Linked DNA regions of Hordeum vulgare: region 1 is linked to region 2. Evidence: chromatin contacts called from public Hi-C data. All regions are on one chromosome and are shown on one strand. Each heading gives the region's core, a stretch centred on a gene start, on an enhancer-like site or on the middle of the called end of the contact. The rest is flanking DNA. Distances are from core to core; before and after follow the strand shown. Region 1 holds the start of LOC123399918 (RNA polymerase II transcriptional coactivator KIWI-like). Region 2 has its middle 12 kb from the start of LOC123396373.

What was found. A called contact is a pair of places that touch in the nucleus more often than the background predicts.
Region 1: a Hi-C map of leaf shows a contact between it and region 2, with 1.9 times the contacts expected there. The contact joins the promoter of LOC123399918 here to the enhancer-like site in region 2.

The regions. Positions count from the first base shown.
Region 1 is chr5H:492,265,820-492,272,813 of MorexV3_pseudomolecules_assembly, forward strand. LOC123399918 (RNA polymerase II transcriptional coactivator KIWI-like) reads left to right here and starts at 2,776. Exons shown (of 4, transcript XM_045094301.1): 1 at 2,776-2,917; 2 at 3,014-3,119; 3 at 4,155-4,177; 4 at 4,646-4,892. The coding sequence starts at 2,792. The coding sequence ends at 4,705. It also overlaps the pseudogene LOC123396996.
Region 2 is chr5H:492,112,051-492,119,603 of MorexV3_pseudomolecules_assembly, forward strand. No RefSeq gene overlaps it. Among protein-coding and RNA genes, the nearest start is that of LOC123396373, 12 kb to the right of the region's middle. Within about 2 kb of position 5,216, at least 1 of the 3 cell types and tissues checked has open chromatin away from gene starts, as enhancers often do. A contact at or near this core is called in leaf, where this site is marked.

The DNA.
Region 1 (6,994 bases), core at 1,526-4,025, 150 kb after region 2:
TTTTTTACTGTCAAGGTGGACGGCGGTAGGATATAGCCACCTATTGTCGAGGCCCTCAGCGTTAGGGGGGCACGGCAGAGGCGGACAGTCATTGGGTGTTGCTGACGTGGCTAAAGTGCCTATTGTCATCAACAAGGAACGGTAAATTGTTATAACCTACCGTCATCTACCCCGGCAATAGGATCCACACCCCTCCCCTCCTTCCCAAAAAACCCTAAGGCGGTTCTACTTTTGAAACAGGTTTTTATTTTACGATAGGTCGTGCAATCCTACTGCGAGAGATCCTAACGGTATGTAGTTGCGCAAATGGTAGCGGCCCTGCTCTCGGGCCGAAGCGGACGTCGTATGCCATATGGTAGGCCTTTCCTCTGAGCTCTCGTACACACTGGTGGCAGCATGTGCCAAAGTTTCAATGATAATATTTAGTAACTTACTTTTGTAAAGCCAAATAAATATTTGCAACAATATGATCATAGTTGTTGCCACTTCATTCTTGATAAAACCTGCACGATGACCCTTGTCGAAGACAGGGTCAGACATAGCATACCGAGAGATGATGTTCGGATCAAAGGCCCTCCTAAAACAAATGACAATTCAAGTTAATTTTTTGAGAACAAAAATCATTTCCCAACATTTCATTCTATATGTGCATTTAATCCACTAGTGTACTATTATGTACTAACTAAAGAAAACTTCAAACTACCATATGAGTCATTTACCAACATCCATCATTCATTTACCACCATCTTTCCTATTCACTAACATCCATTCATATTCAACCAAGGTAATCATTTACCAACATCTATCAATTTCACTAACATTTGTGCATATGAGTTATTTACCAACATCCATCATATTTACCCAACATCAATGATATTTAACCAACATTCATCATATTTATCAAACATCAATCATGTTCAACCAACATCAATCATATGAACTAGGGTTCACTTCAAAATAGATAGAATCCACAAAAGTTCAAACATGAATATGAACTAGGAAATGCCTCCTCGAGCCTCCACCAAGCTCACAACCGTCTCGACCTTGGGCGCATCACCCTCTTGATCTCGTCGTATTTTCCCTAGTCATCGACAATTGATCATTACCCACGTTTACTCTGTGTGGGCAAAATACCGAGCCATATATTGCAATTGTGTACATGTCACATCTTTGCTAGGTCACTTGACAAGATGTCCCATAGTAAACATAACCATCCGTTTCTGGTTGATATGGGCAAGGGACACCCCCAACCTCAATCAGAATTCACCAAAGGTACGCATGCAACACACAACTTCACTCTACACGCACACGCATCTCTTTATTGGTCGGGTCGCTGTAATGATCCTCCAGTAATAGCACCGTATGTATGACATTTTCTTGGCTATAGTTGTTTTGAATTGGTTAAAAAAATGAACAATAATGTCATCCCATTATACTCGATTTTCTGCATTTTCAGTTTTTTCCACACAGTTAAAATTGAACAAATCTGCAAAAAAATGTCGTTTTCTCTTTGGTACTTGTTCACAATTGTCTATTTTTTTAAAAAACCTTATTATGATTATTATTGTTCTTATCTAAAAAATATATTTTCCTAGGCTGTTTAACTTTTTACCCCAAATGTAAACAAATCTAGACAAAAATTTAAAATTTGGTTTTATCTTTGGGTCGTTTTCTAGAATAATATGAAATTTGAATAGAACACCACTATGATTATTCTTCATTTCTGTTAAAATATCAGATTCTTATGCAGTTTATTGGACACGATTGTAATTTGGGGGGGATTCATAGGAGATTGCATCTGATACAATCGTTTTGTTTTTTATTCAGGGGTATTTTGTTCTTGTCGACCTTCTTATTTCTGGCATCTGATAAGATATATTATGTTTATTTCTAATGTGTGGCATTTCGTCTAGCGGCATGGCATATGATTAATTGTAGTACAAGTCGGGGCATTTTGACATTGACAAAGCAAAGGTGGGGTAAATGATCAATTGGCCCCAGCCGTCATGTCTCCACGATTCATACGGGTCAACTAGTTGTTCTCTCGTCATTGTTTATGTATTGAGAAAGAGTCATTCTTTGCTTTTTGGGTTATTATTATTTGTTACTTATTGCGTCTCACTATTCAGTTTTGCCATCACGAGTTTCAACTGCTCAAAAATGCCATCGTTCTATTAGACGCGTGTCCAAAAGTACCATTAATGTAGCTCGAATTTCGTTTAATAAGTTATATGGCCAAGATAATCCTAACATGCCAGCTCTATCTCTATCTCGTTATGATAAAGTGTGGGTCCCACTCAAACCACACCATTGTTTTTATTTTCCTCTAAAATTATTCATTTGCTTACTCCTGAAAAAATTAGGCTTACACTTATCATTGTGAGATAGAGATAGTTGACACATGGGTCTAGGGATATTCTGGTCATATAACATGGTCTAACAGGTTTGACCTGACAATAACGATTTTAATAGCATTTTTAGCAAACACTTAATGGAATAATGGCGTTTTCTAGGTGCATTTATAAAGAAGCATCTCATGAAACGATGACATTTTCTAGCAGTCATAATTTTTAATGACAAAACTGAATAGTGGGACACAACCTGTTGTTCTTGGAAGAAAAAGAACATAATGGGCTACAGATGAGCCTAATGGGCTGCCAGCCCAGTCGAGCGCTAGCAATCGAATGCTCCCGAACGGTTTTCCAACTCGGCTGGGGACTGGGGAGTCGGGCTGAGCAGTTGAGGATTTAGGTTTCTAGAAGACTAGACTTGGCGGAGAGATCCAGGGAAGATGGGGCTCAAGGGGAACAAGCGCTTCGGCGGCGGCGGCGGTGGCGGCCAGCCGCCGGCCAAGCGCCAGGCGGCCGGGAAGGACGGCCCCTCCGAGGAAACCGACGACGGCATCGTCGTCGCGCAGGTGCCGGCTCCGTACACCCGACCAACCCACCGCGCCCTCTCAAAAGGCAGATCCCTAAGACCCTAGACCCGTGGATTTTTCGCTCTTGCTCTTCAGATATCGAAGAACAAGAGGGTGGCTGTGCGGAGCTGGAATGGCAAGGTCATGGTCGACATGCGCGAGTTCTACGTCAAGGACGGCAAGAGCCTCCCGACCCGCAAAGGTATCCTGCCATTTCCTTCTTGTTCCGTAGTGTATGTTCGAAACCTGAATGTTTGCCTGTGCGCTTGCGGATTGTACTATTACCCTGCCATAATCCATGTGGATCTGAAATATGTTGTTATCTGAATGTTAGCACATTGCATTTCTTTCGCCTACATGGAAGGTACAGATACGTTGAATCTTGGGGACACCTGACGTATCTAGTGGTGAAGCACATAACATGTGGCCTGTAATCGCTCTTTTGTTGTTTGTACTTGGTATTGGTTCCGTCACGTGTGAAGCACTCTATTAAGTGAATGGTTTATGAATGAGCCAGTAGGAAGTACAATAACAGATTCTTCCCTTTAACAATTAGTTGGATTACGCCAATGAAACATCTTCAGCGTTGATACGGCTTCGCCGCCCGCCTAACACTATAATGGATGGGTGTCCATATCTTGAAACAGACATACAAAAATGAGCATCGTTATGTAATCTTTAGCATGCTATGCTGTAAACTCAACCAGGTGATGAATATGGTATTCTGCAAAATTCATGGCTGTAGGTAGAGAACTTGTTGAAGGTGAATCTAACCCCATTTAATCCGCGTCTCACATGTTGACGTTAATCCTTGATTAGCTTTCGTCTCTGCGCTTCTTGGATCAGTTGGAAATGCAATATTTGGTCAAATGATGAAGTAGGGATTCGTACTTCCAGTTACAAATATTTCATTACCCTAGTGATAGATATAAATGAGTTATAGTCCCGTTCTTAGATTTTGTGGGGTATAATAAAGTCTGAATGTGTACCTATGCAGCTGATATCGTTTTTAAACCCAGAACACGGTTCCAAGTTCTACTTATTCAGTATCATTAAATACCAGTTGCCAGAAATGATACCTTTGGACGTACACACGGTGGAAAGAATTTGCTTATTTCCCTCCAGCTCATGTACTATCTGTAATGTTTTCAGTTAAAAGTAATTTACTATCTGTAATAATTGTTCAAGATGATGATATAGCTTCTCGGCTTATTATTTCGTTTGCCTTCTTTTTCAGGTATATCGCTCTCAATGGATCAGGTAAGATGCATTTCTACATCTGTTTGTATCGTATACGCATAAAGCAAATCTGTTGCCCTGAAAAGATAGATCATGATTTGTTTCAAACGTGAATGATGCATTGGAATATCTAGTAGCCCGCGCGAAAATTTCTTGGCAAGCTTTGACATCCTTTTTTGAGCATGAAGATATCACAAACACATCAGAAGATACTCCTGCCTTAAAGCTGAATAATTGTAGTTTCAGTACCCATCTCTCATGCTGTCTGTTACAGGAACATGATCACAAGTATCTTAATATGTTAAATCATCGTGCACGTCAAGTTCGTGCCTGTTACCGCACTTGCCACATATATGCCATGATTCTCTTTGTTGGCTGTGATTGACTTACTGTATAGGTTGTACTCTAGTAGCAACTGATCTTTTACTTGGGTTTGCGGCAGCAAGTCATCACTTCCTTCTTATAACAGCTTGTTCTGTACATGTGCAGTGGGAGATACTGAGGGACAACATCAAAGCCATAGACGAGGCCGTCAAGGAGAACACCTAATGGAAAAAGCGGTTAAGGAGATATTGCTGGGCAAAGTTTTGCTCATTCGCTGCTTAAGTATGCTATAGTACCAGTAGTCTAGGGCTGTTTCTAGTCCCACTGTACCTGGAATGTCGTACTTATGGTGGGCTCTAAGTACTGTTGTCTCAAAGGTGACCTAATGCTAATGGTAGAATGGTTTAGTTTAGTACCTTATCTGCCCTTTATCCAGTCTTTGGTGTGCCTTATTTTATCAATGCGGTCATTGCTAGTCGTTTTAGCTCAAAAACTCTTGTTAATTAGTTTGTTGCTTTTACCATCATTCTGGGTCATTTTACATGTACCTCTAGCTCAAGATGTTGGGCCCACCAGAGTGATCATGGTTTTTGGTGACCCTAAAGAGCTCTTATGAGTTGACGATGCCAATGTGGCCATTGCTGAGACCTTGATCGTGACTGAGGAGTTAGAGTTAGCCGAGATCCAGAAGGATGTTGACGTCGAGCAAGTGCCACCGTTAAGAAGCCGGCCACTGAATCCTCCTTCCAGAGATGGCTGAGTGCCGTGGTGTGGGGCAAGGCAGTGGCTGTAGTGTAGTGTGATGAAAATGTTGTTTATCAGCACTTCCCTTAGGAGTACATGTAGTACTACGTAAAAAAGCGACGAATTTTATGAGTGTGAAGTTTTGGTGCTCGGGCACCTTGGTGCCCTTTTGTTGAAAAAAATCAAAAAACATATTTAAAAGTTTCAAAAAAAAATTCAAAAATAATTCTTTGAAAACTTCTATGTATTCATTACGAATCAATGAAATTTCGTTTTGAAAAAAATGTAATTTGTGAGCTGTACAAAAATAACAAAATTTTGGCCCAATAACAAAAAACAGAAGCCCATTTAAAAATATATATTTGTTATTTTTTGTATGCCACATGTGAAAGTAAAATGATTTGAATATTTGCAAATACATACTATACATGTTTGCGTGTCTCTTCAAAAAGTTTTATTTTTTTTACGTTGTGAAAATATGATTTTTGAAAAAGAGCATTTTATGTGCCTCTCCAAAAAGTTTTATTTTTTTACATTGTGAAAATATGATTTTTGAAAAAGGGCATCATGGTGCCCGTGCACCATTGCTGATTTCCGCGAATTTTATCCCATATATGAACCATATTATTATGGATTGTTGATGTGATTTCACTGGGTGTTGTGATGCCTCTAGTTAGAAGTAGAAAAGTTGAGGGGGTGGTGAACGGGGTTAGCTGGTACGAGTACTTCATTTAGTACCCACGTAGTAAGAGCAACTCCAACATGCCGACCCAATCAAACGACGCTTTTGTCCGTTTGGGTCGGTAGCCCGTCCGGTGTTCGTTCTGTTTTAGATTTGAGTCGATATTGTACCCAACACCAACCCATTTCATGCCTGCACATAATTTTTTTTAAAGGTCCGTGGCCATAGATCATGCCGGCATACAATCACCACACAGTTCATGTTGACACACTCGCTAGCGGCCGGCACACATGCCAGCACACAAAAAAGGGATGGGACTTGAGTTCGACCACGCCATCGCGGCCCCGTGGTCATGCCAGCACACCTGCTGATATAAAAAAAAGGTTCGCGACCATAGATCACTCCTCGTCGAACTTGACCATGTTGGCTTGCATCTTCTCGAACCACGACCTCTTCCTTGGCGACACGGTGTTGAGATTTACCTTCATGATCTCCACCCCGGTCATCATGCCCGCGAGAGCCACTTCTTTCGCCTTGGTCTTGGTGTTGGCGGCCTCGATCTCTAGCATCTTGGCATGTTTCTCCGCCTCCATCTCAAGCATCTTGGCTTGCTTCTCCGCTTCCATCTCAAGCCTCCTCCTTTGGATCTCCATGAAGGCGTTCATTTGCTCTTGTTTGTAATGTCGGCGTTCCTCCTCCCTTGAGTCCTTCTTGCTCATCATGCCCTCCACCCTTGCGATCAAGGCGTTGGACGCCGCATCCCGCTTGTCCTCCTTCTTGGAGTTGGTCTTCTCCCGCGACCGTGCGTTCTCGCTGTCCCCAACCTCCTCCACAGCTTGCTTCCCCCCACGCGACTTGAGGGTGGCATATTACGCCTTGAACTTCTCCTCGTCTTTGATGACCCTAAAGCAATGGGAGAGGTTGAAGCACTTGCCATTGTGTTGGGCCTTGAATGCCTCCAAAGCTTGAAATGCCTACAAATGTATTTCATGCAAGCATATTGGCAAATGGTATGCAAATGAACACACAAGCATAAAACTTGATGACACAAAAGAGGGCGGCTTGCTAGCATACCATGTCTTGCATGT
Region 2 (7,553 bases), core at 3,966-6,465:
AATATAATTAAATAAAAGCAAAGAGAAAGAATGAAACGGAGGAACGAACCTAACACTACGGGGCCGGCCAGGCCGAATACATGTTCTCTTGTAGTTAGGCTGACATTTGTGTCATAAGAAGCAAGACACAGACGCGCTCCATATCGACGACTTCAGAGGGTGCTTGGATTCAAGAGACTAAAACTAGTTAGACTAAAACTAGTCTTCTTAAGAGGCTAAAGTTCCAAGCACCCCTGACTAAAGAGAGGCTAAAATCTTTTAGTCAGGGGTACCCCTACTAAAATGTGCATTAGTCCTCTCTCTTCTTATTTAACTCCTCATGGAAGTTCTGGATTGGAGGGTTTGGAGGATAATAAATGCTCATTAACTTGATTTTACTCTCTTTAGTATTTGGATCCAAGCATGGGTGAGGCTAGCAAGTTTTAGTCTCATTACTTTTAGTCATGAGACTAAAACGTATCCAAGCACCCTCTAAGTAATTAGGACGCAGCTAGCGAGCACTAGTGCGCTCGTTCGTTGCAGCGAACGCACTCTTAAAAGGAGCCACCACGCGTCCCTAACAGTTAAAAAAAGACCACATGCAATTCTTTATGTTTGCAAAAAAAAAGAGCCTAACTTTTGATTCAAGTGAGAGAACTTAGATCCGTTTTCACTATTGGACTTCTCGCGGTGAATTATTCAAAAATAGATCACATATGTATAGGTTTCGACATACCTTTTTTTGAGCAATTTTAGATGATATTGAGGCAAGTTTATGCTGTAATTTTATCTACTTTTGGATCAGCCCAATATATAATTTCATAAATTTCTAATAAATCCTAGAGGCCCACGTAACCCATTTGTGCAAGGCAACAGGTGGAAAGTTTAGTCCCACATTGCTAGTTTAGTGGGAGTTGAACCTCCTTATAAGGAAGGATGTTTCCACACATTTATGAGCATGAGAACAAGAGAGACATACACACGCGCTCCTGCTCCGCCGCCCGTCGCGCCGCGCCGCGAGTTGCGAGAATGAACCGACGCATCAAAACTTCCTCTCGCCACCGATATGCTCTCGTATTCTTCTTGTTTGAGTTCATGCCTCAACTTCTTGTTGTAGTTTATTTTTTAGATATGTTCTGTTCATCTTTTCAAATGCAACTTCCATATTTTTCCTAAAGTTACATGGCTTATCATATGTTTGCCATGGTTGTGGTGGTTTATCTATTATTTCTGCTAGTAAAATCACTTGGTAAGGCTCATTTTTCCAACAATCCAAAAACCTTATTATATGCAATTTACCCCGAGTGTTTTGTTGCTTTCATGAGACCTTATATGTTTGAGGGTATCCACTATAAGAGGTGGCGAGTGAGAGCCGTTCAATAGTTCCAAACCATGAGCTGCTATGACGCCACTCTTGGCAAATCTAAAGGAGATCATGATGCTCAACAGGAACTAGCTTTTCAGAAAATGGATACCTTGTTTAAGGATGCTCTCTTGATTGTTCTTGGTGAAAACATAGTTGATCTTATGCGTCAATTGATAATGGAAAAGATATGTGTGATGCACTCGAGGCCAAGTTTGGGGTCTCGGATGCTGGCACTAAGTTGTACATCATGGAACAATTCTCTGACTACAGGATGACTGAAGAGCGCTCTATGGTTGAGCAAGCTCACGAGATATAATCATTTACTAGAGAACTTGAGCACTTCATACCATACAAGTTTGTTGCCAGAGGCATCATCACTAAACTTCCTCCTTTGTGGAGGAACTTTGCTACCTTAGTGAAGCATAAGAGGCAGGAGTTTTCCGTTTCAGATCTCATTCGTACTCTTGATGTTGAAGAAAAGGCGAGAGCAAAAGAGACACGTGCTCGAGGTATTAAGGGAGGATCTAGTGCCAATCTGGTACAGAAGAAAAACTTCCAGCCCCATAATTTCAAGAACAAGGGCAAGTTTGATGGTAAAGCAAAGTTTGATGGGAAGAATAAGGTTGTACAACACACCAACTTCAAGAAGAAGAATGACAAGAAAAAAGGTGTTTGTCATGTGTGCGGAGATCCTGATCATTGGACACCTAGCTGCCCTAACCATTATGACAAGCGTCAACATGGGAAAGGCGGCAAGACCGCTAATGTTGACATTGGTGACACTGACGTGGAGGATGCTGGGTATGGTATATTTCCCACTATCCTTTTAGTATGTCATTTCCCCGATTGGTTGATTGACACTTGTGCTAATGTGCATGTATGCGGTGATATTTCCATATTTTCGTCTTATCAGACCGCATGGACTTCCACCATGCTGATAGGCAACGGTTCAAGTGCTTCTGTTAGTGGTGTTGGCACGGTCGATCTGAAGTTTACTTCGGGGAAGGTCGTGCGGCTGAAGAACGTGCATTATGTCCCCTCCGTCAATAAAAATCTTGTTAGCTGACCTCTTCTGTGTAGAGATGGCTACAAAATTGTCTTTGAGTCGAATAAATTTATAATATCCAAGTATGGAACTTTCGTTGGTAAAGGCTATGAGTCAGGAGGCATGTTTCGTTTATCCTTGGCAGATGTTTGCAATAAAGTTGTTAATCATGTTTGCAATAATAGTGAATCAAATGGGAGGCGATATTGACTGCATGTCATGTCCTAAACCGGGTTCCCACAAAGAACAAAGAGATAACTCCATTCGAGGAATGGGAGAAGAAAAGATTAAGACTCTCTTATCTATGAACTTGGGGTTATTTGGCGAAAGTCAATGTGCCAATTCCAAAGAAGCGCAAACTAGGACAAAAAACTGTGGATTGTGTTTTTCTGGGATATGCTTTTCATAGCATTGGATATAGATTCTTGGTTGTAAAATCTGAGGTATCTGACATGCATGTCGGTACAATCATGGAATCGAATGATGCGACTTTCTTCGAAGATATCTTTCCCATGAAAGATATGGCTATCTCATCTAATCAGGAGATGCCTAGTTCATCGAGTCATGAATTAGTTACAATTACTGAACCCACCATTTAGATGGAAAACTTTAAAAATCCCAAAGTTGGTAAAAAAAGTTTGTCGAAACCTATTTATATGGAATCTAGTTTTGAAGTACTCATCGCGACAAACAAAATGGTGAAAACGGATTTGAAATTCGATGTTAGAGTCAAAAGTTACGAATTCTCGAAAAATTTAAAGCCCAAATAAGTGCATGCGCGTGGAATCGGAGATGGGTCCGTGCGATCGGACGGCTGCGACGCGTGCGCTCGGAGAGGTGAAATACTGCAGCTACACTTTTAAGTTTCTGAAAAGATAACGCCCACACGTGCCGTCCATTTGTGATTGCACGAATCTTGGCAAGTTTTGCCAGATTTTCTATGCCACATAGTACTCGGCTCGTTTGTGGCCATTTCATTCGGTCGGCCACATGTTTGTTTCACGCACGTAGAGGGGCTGGTGTGTCGGCGTTTATCAGTTCGTCCACAAGCCCGTTTGATGCATGCAGATGAGCTCGTGTGTGAGCGTTTATCAGTTCGCCCACACGCATGTTTGACGTCCACATGCCCGCACGATAGTCACCCGTTTCCTCTCCCACACCCCCAAACTGTCAGTTGTCATGTTTTTTTGTAGTGGTACATGATAACTGACTAGAGTGCTTGTAAATAGATGGCAACTTTCTCTCTCTTATCCGAACATGTTATTTTTGTCATGTCTTTTTTACAGCGTTTCTCTGGTAACTGCTAGTGTGCTTAGAAGCATATGGCAACTCGAACATATTATTTTTGCCTTGTCTTTCAAGTGTTACATGACAACTGCCTAGTATTAGTAGCTGGCAACTCCTAAAGTTTTCAAATCATGACAACCACAGTAGACCAGACCATACATGGCAACACCTGCAGTTGTCCATAAATGACAACTGCACTTGACCTGAGATGACAACTGGAGTAGACTAGGCCATACATGCCAACAACCGCAGTTGTTCATAAATGACAATTGCACTTGACCTGAGATGGCAACTGCAGTTTATTCAGACTGCAGCTAAACAACCATGACAACTGTAGTTGTCCAGACATGACAACTGCAGTTCAGCAACCATGACAATTGCAATTAAACAAACATGGAAGAGGGTCCGGACAGGTTCGGAGGTGAGGGTGAATGCTAAGTGTCACCCGGGTGTGAGGACCGTGGGGTAGGAGACCAGACGTGCAAGCGTTTGTGCGTTATATGTTTTGCCAACGCGTAGGCGTTTGGACGGGACCGCGAGACAGAAGGCCAGACGTGTGGGAATTATCTGGTTGGCCCACACGTAGACGTGTGGGCTGGTTTTCTTGCATACCATACGAGACGTATGGCAAGACCCATTAACGCTCACACGTATGGGCGTTATCGCGACCCTAAGTATTTGGACAGTAAATATACTAGACACCCCTAAAAGTGTAAAATGTAATTATACTAGACAAACAACTTAAATACATCACGAATCTTAGCGACAACGAATTCGACGAGATTTAGCAAAACCATCACACACTCTATCGTACCAACTTACAGCGAGAAAAGGGAATGGAAAGAAGATACATAGTACAACTTTATACTAAAACTAGTACAGTATAAAGTTGAGACAGTTATTTTAAAACGAAGAGAGTATTAAAGAATCGTTCTATCTGCAATTTGTATGACGGAAATGAAGAAAATAATAATGGATTCGCCAATCATCCTGGTGGACCGATCCAAGCTGTCCTGTCCGCGAGTAGCTAGTGGCCGGCGCCCCTTCGGCTGGGCCCGGCATGCAGCCTCGCCGTGAGCATCTCCACCGTCTCCGCCCACACCACCGCCGCCGGGTACACCGCCAAGTACGCCGCGCCGTCTCCCCTCCCCTCCGCCGGTGCCGGCCGCGCTGCACCGACAAGGCTCGTGCCGGCGATCAGGACGATGGCCACGAGCACGGGGATAGCCAGGCGCCGGGCCGACGATGCCATCACAGAACCCCCGAGAAGTTAAAAGCTGGTGTTTGGTGTAGCTTACTAGCTTTGAGGCTGAAACTCAGCTGTGAACGTACGCGAGGAGAGAGAGAGAGGGAGTGCCCTGCGACCGTATTTTGCAGCGCTGGTTGTGTTGTTCTTGGTTCGGTTGGTTGGTTCAGCTGGTGCCCGAGCGAGTGCGAGCGTGTATTTGTGGAGGCGGTGGTGCCGGGGATGGGTCGGTGAGACGGTGAGGGCGACGCGTTTGCTGACCTCTCGCAGAATTAAGGTGTAAAGCGGAAAGGGAATTCTAGTGGCGCGTCAGCTGAGCCCATGGAAAAAAGACGTGTAGATGTGCTGACCGATCGAGCATGCTGCATGCTGGCTGCTGCTCGATCGAATCCAGCGCTTTCCTTCTCACCGGCTGGTGGTGAGCAAACATGATATGTCCGATCGCTGACGCAGAGGAAAGGAATGAGGAATTTTTACAAATGGCGATTCTTTCCGTGAGGATGGCCTCGGTCCTGACCGTGAGTAAAGTGGCCACGCGTGCGAATCTGACGACCGGCCGGGTCGTTGTTACCCAGACACCGAAAGTTCCAGTTCCAGGAGCCTGCCGGATGCCTTGGGGTCGTATGTACTTGCTCGGGGTCTCCCTGAGAAACGCTTTAACTTCTCACCTGTTCCCATCGTCGAATGCTGCAACGCTCTAGATAGAAGTGAGTTTAGTTTCAGTCATGGTGTCAACGAACAAACAGAACTTCGCGTTGCACCTTCATGGAACCGCATATGCTGATATGGACGCGCACGACCGGATTCTATCCAATCCAAATATTCATGGACAAGATCTCCGACAGCAGTTTCGGAACACGTCAACGACCAAATCTAGAAGGACCGGTCATGCAGATTGTTGCAGTGATGCGACATGAGCACTAGGACCGCCACCACATCGTTGCCTCCACCGCCGCCGCCATCGCCTCGCGTGGGAGGTACTGTTGGAAATATGCCCTAGAGGCAATAATAAATTAGTTATTATTATATTTCTTAGTTCATGATAATCGTTTATTATCCATGCTATAATTGTATTGATTGGAAACACAATACTTGTGTGGATACATAGACAAAACACTGTCCCTAGTAAGCCTCTAGTTGACTAGCTCGTTGATCAAAGATGGCCAAGGTTTTCTGGCCATAGGCAAGTGTTGTTACTTGATAACGGGATCACATCATTAGGAGAATCATGTGATGGACTAGACCCAAACTAATAGACGTAGCATGTTGATCATGTCATTTTGTTGCTACTATTTTCTGCGTGTCAAGTATTTGTTCCTATGACCATGAGATCATATAACTCACTGACACCGGAGGAATGCTTTGTGTGTATCAAACGTCGCAACGTAACTGGGTAACTATAAAGATGCTCTACAGGTATCTCCGAAGGTGTTAGTTGAGTTAGTATGGATCGAGACTGGGATTTGTCACTCCGTGTGACGGAGAGGTATCTCGGGGCCCACTCGGTAATACAACATCACACACAAGCCTTGCAAGCAATGTGACTTAGTGTAAGTTGCGGGATTTGTATTGCGGAACGAGTAAAGAGACTTGCCGGTAAACAAGATTGAAATAGGTATGGAGGATACTGACGATCGAATCTCGGGCAAGTAACATACCGAAGGACAAAGGGAATGACATACGGGATTATATGAATCCTTGGCACTCAGGTTCAAACGATAAGATCTTCGTAGAATATGTAGGATCCAATATGGGCATCCGGGTCCCGCTATTGGATATTGACCGAGGAGTCTCTTGGGTCATGTCTACATAGTTCTCGAACCCGCAGGGTCTGCACACTTAAGGTTCGACGTTGTTTTATGCGTATTTGAGTTATATGGTTGGTTACCGAATGTTGTTCGGATTCCCGGATGAGATCATGGACGTCACGAGGGTTTCCGGAATGGTCCGGAAACGAAGATTGATATATAGGATGACCTCATTTGATTACCGGAAGGTTTTCGGAATTACCGGGAATGTACCGAGAATGACGAATGGGTTCCGGGTGTTCACCGGGGGGGGGGGGGGGGGACCCACCCCGGGGAAGCCCATAGGCCTTGGGAGTGGCGCACCAGCCCTTAGTGGGATGGTGGGACAGCCCAAGAAGGCCCTATGCGCCATAGGAAGAAAATCAAAGAGAAAAGAAAAAAAAGGAGGAGGTGGGAAAGGGAAGAAGGACTCCACCTTCCAAACCAAGTTGGATTCGGTTTGGAAGGGGAGACCTTCCCCCCTTGGCTCGGCCAACCCCCTTGAGGCTCCTTGAGCCCCAAGGCAAGGCCCCCCCTCTCCCACCTATATATACAGAGGTTTTAGGGCTGATTTGAGACGACTTTTCCACGGCAGCCCGACCACATACCTCCACGGTTTTTCCTCTAGATCGCGTTTCTGCGGAGCTCGGGCGGAGCCCTGCTGAGATAAGATCACCACCAACCTCCAGAGCGCCGTCACGCTGCCGGAGAACTCTTCTACGTCTCCGTCTCTCTTGCTGGATCAAGAAGGCCGAGATCATCGTCGAGCTGTACGTGTGCTGAACGCGGAGGTGCCGTCCGTTCGGCACTAGATCGTGGGACGGTTCGCGGGGCGGATCGAGG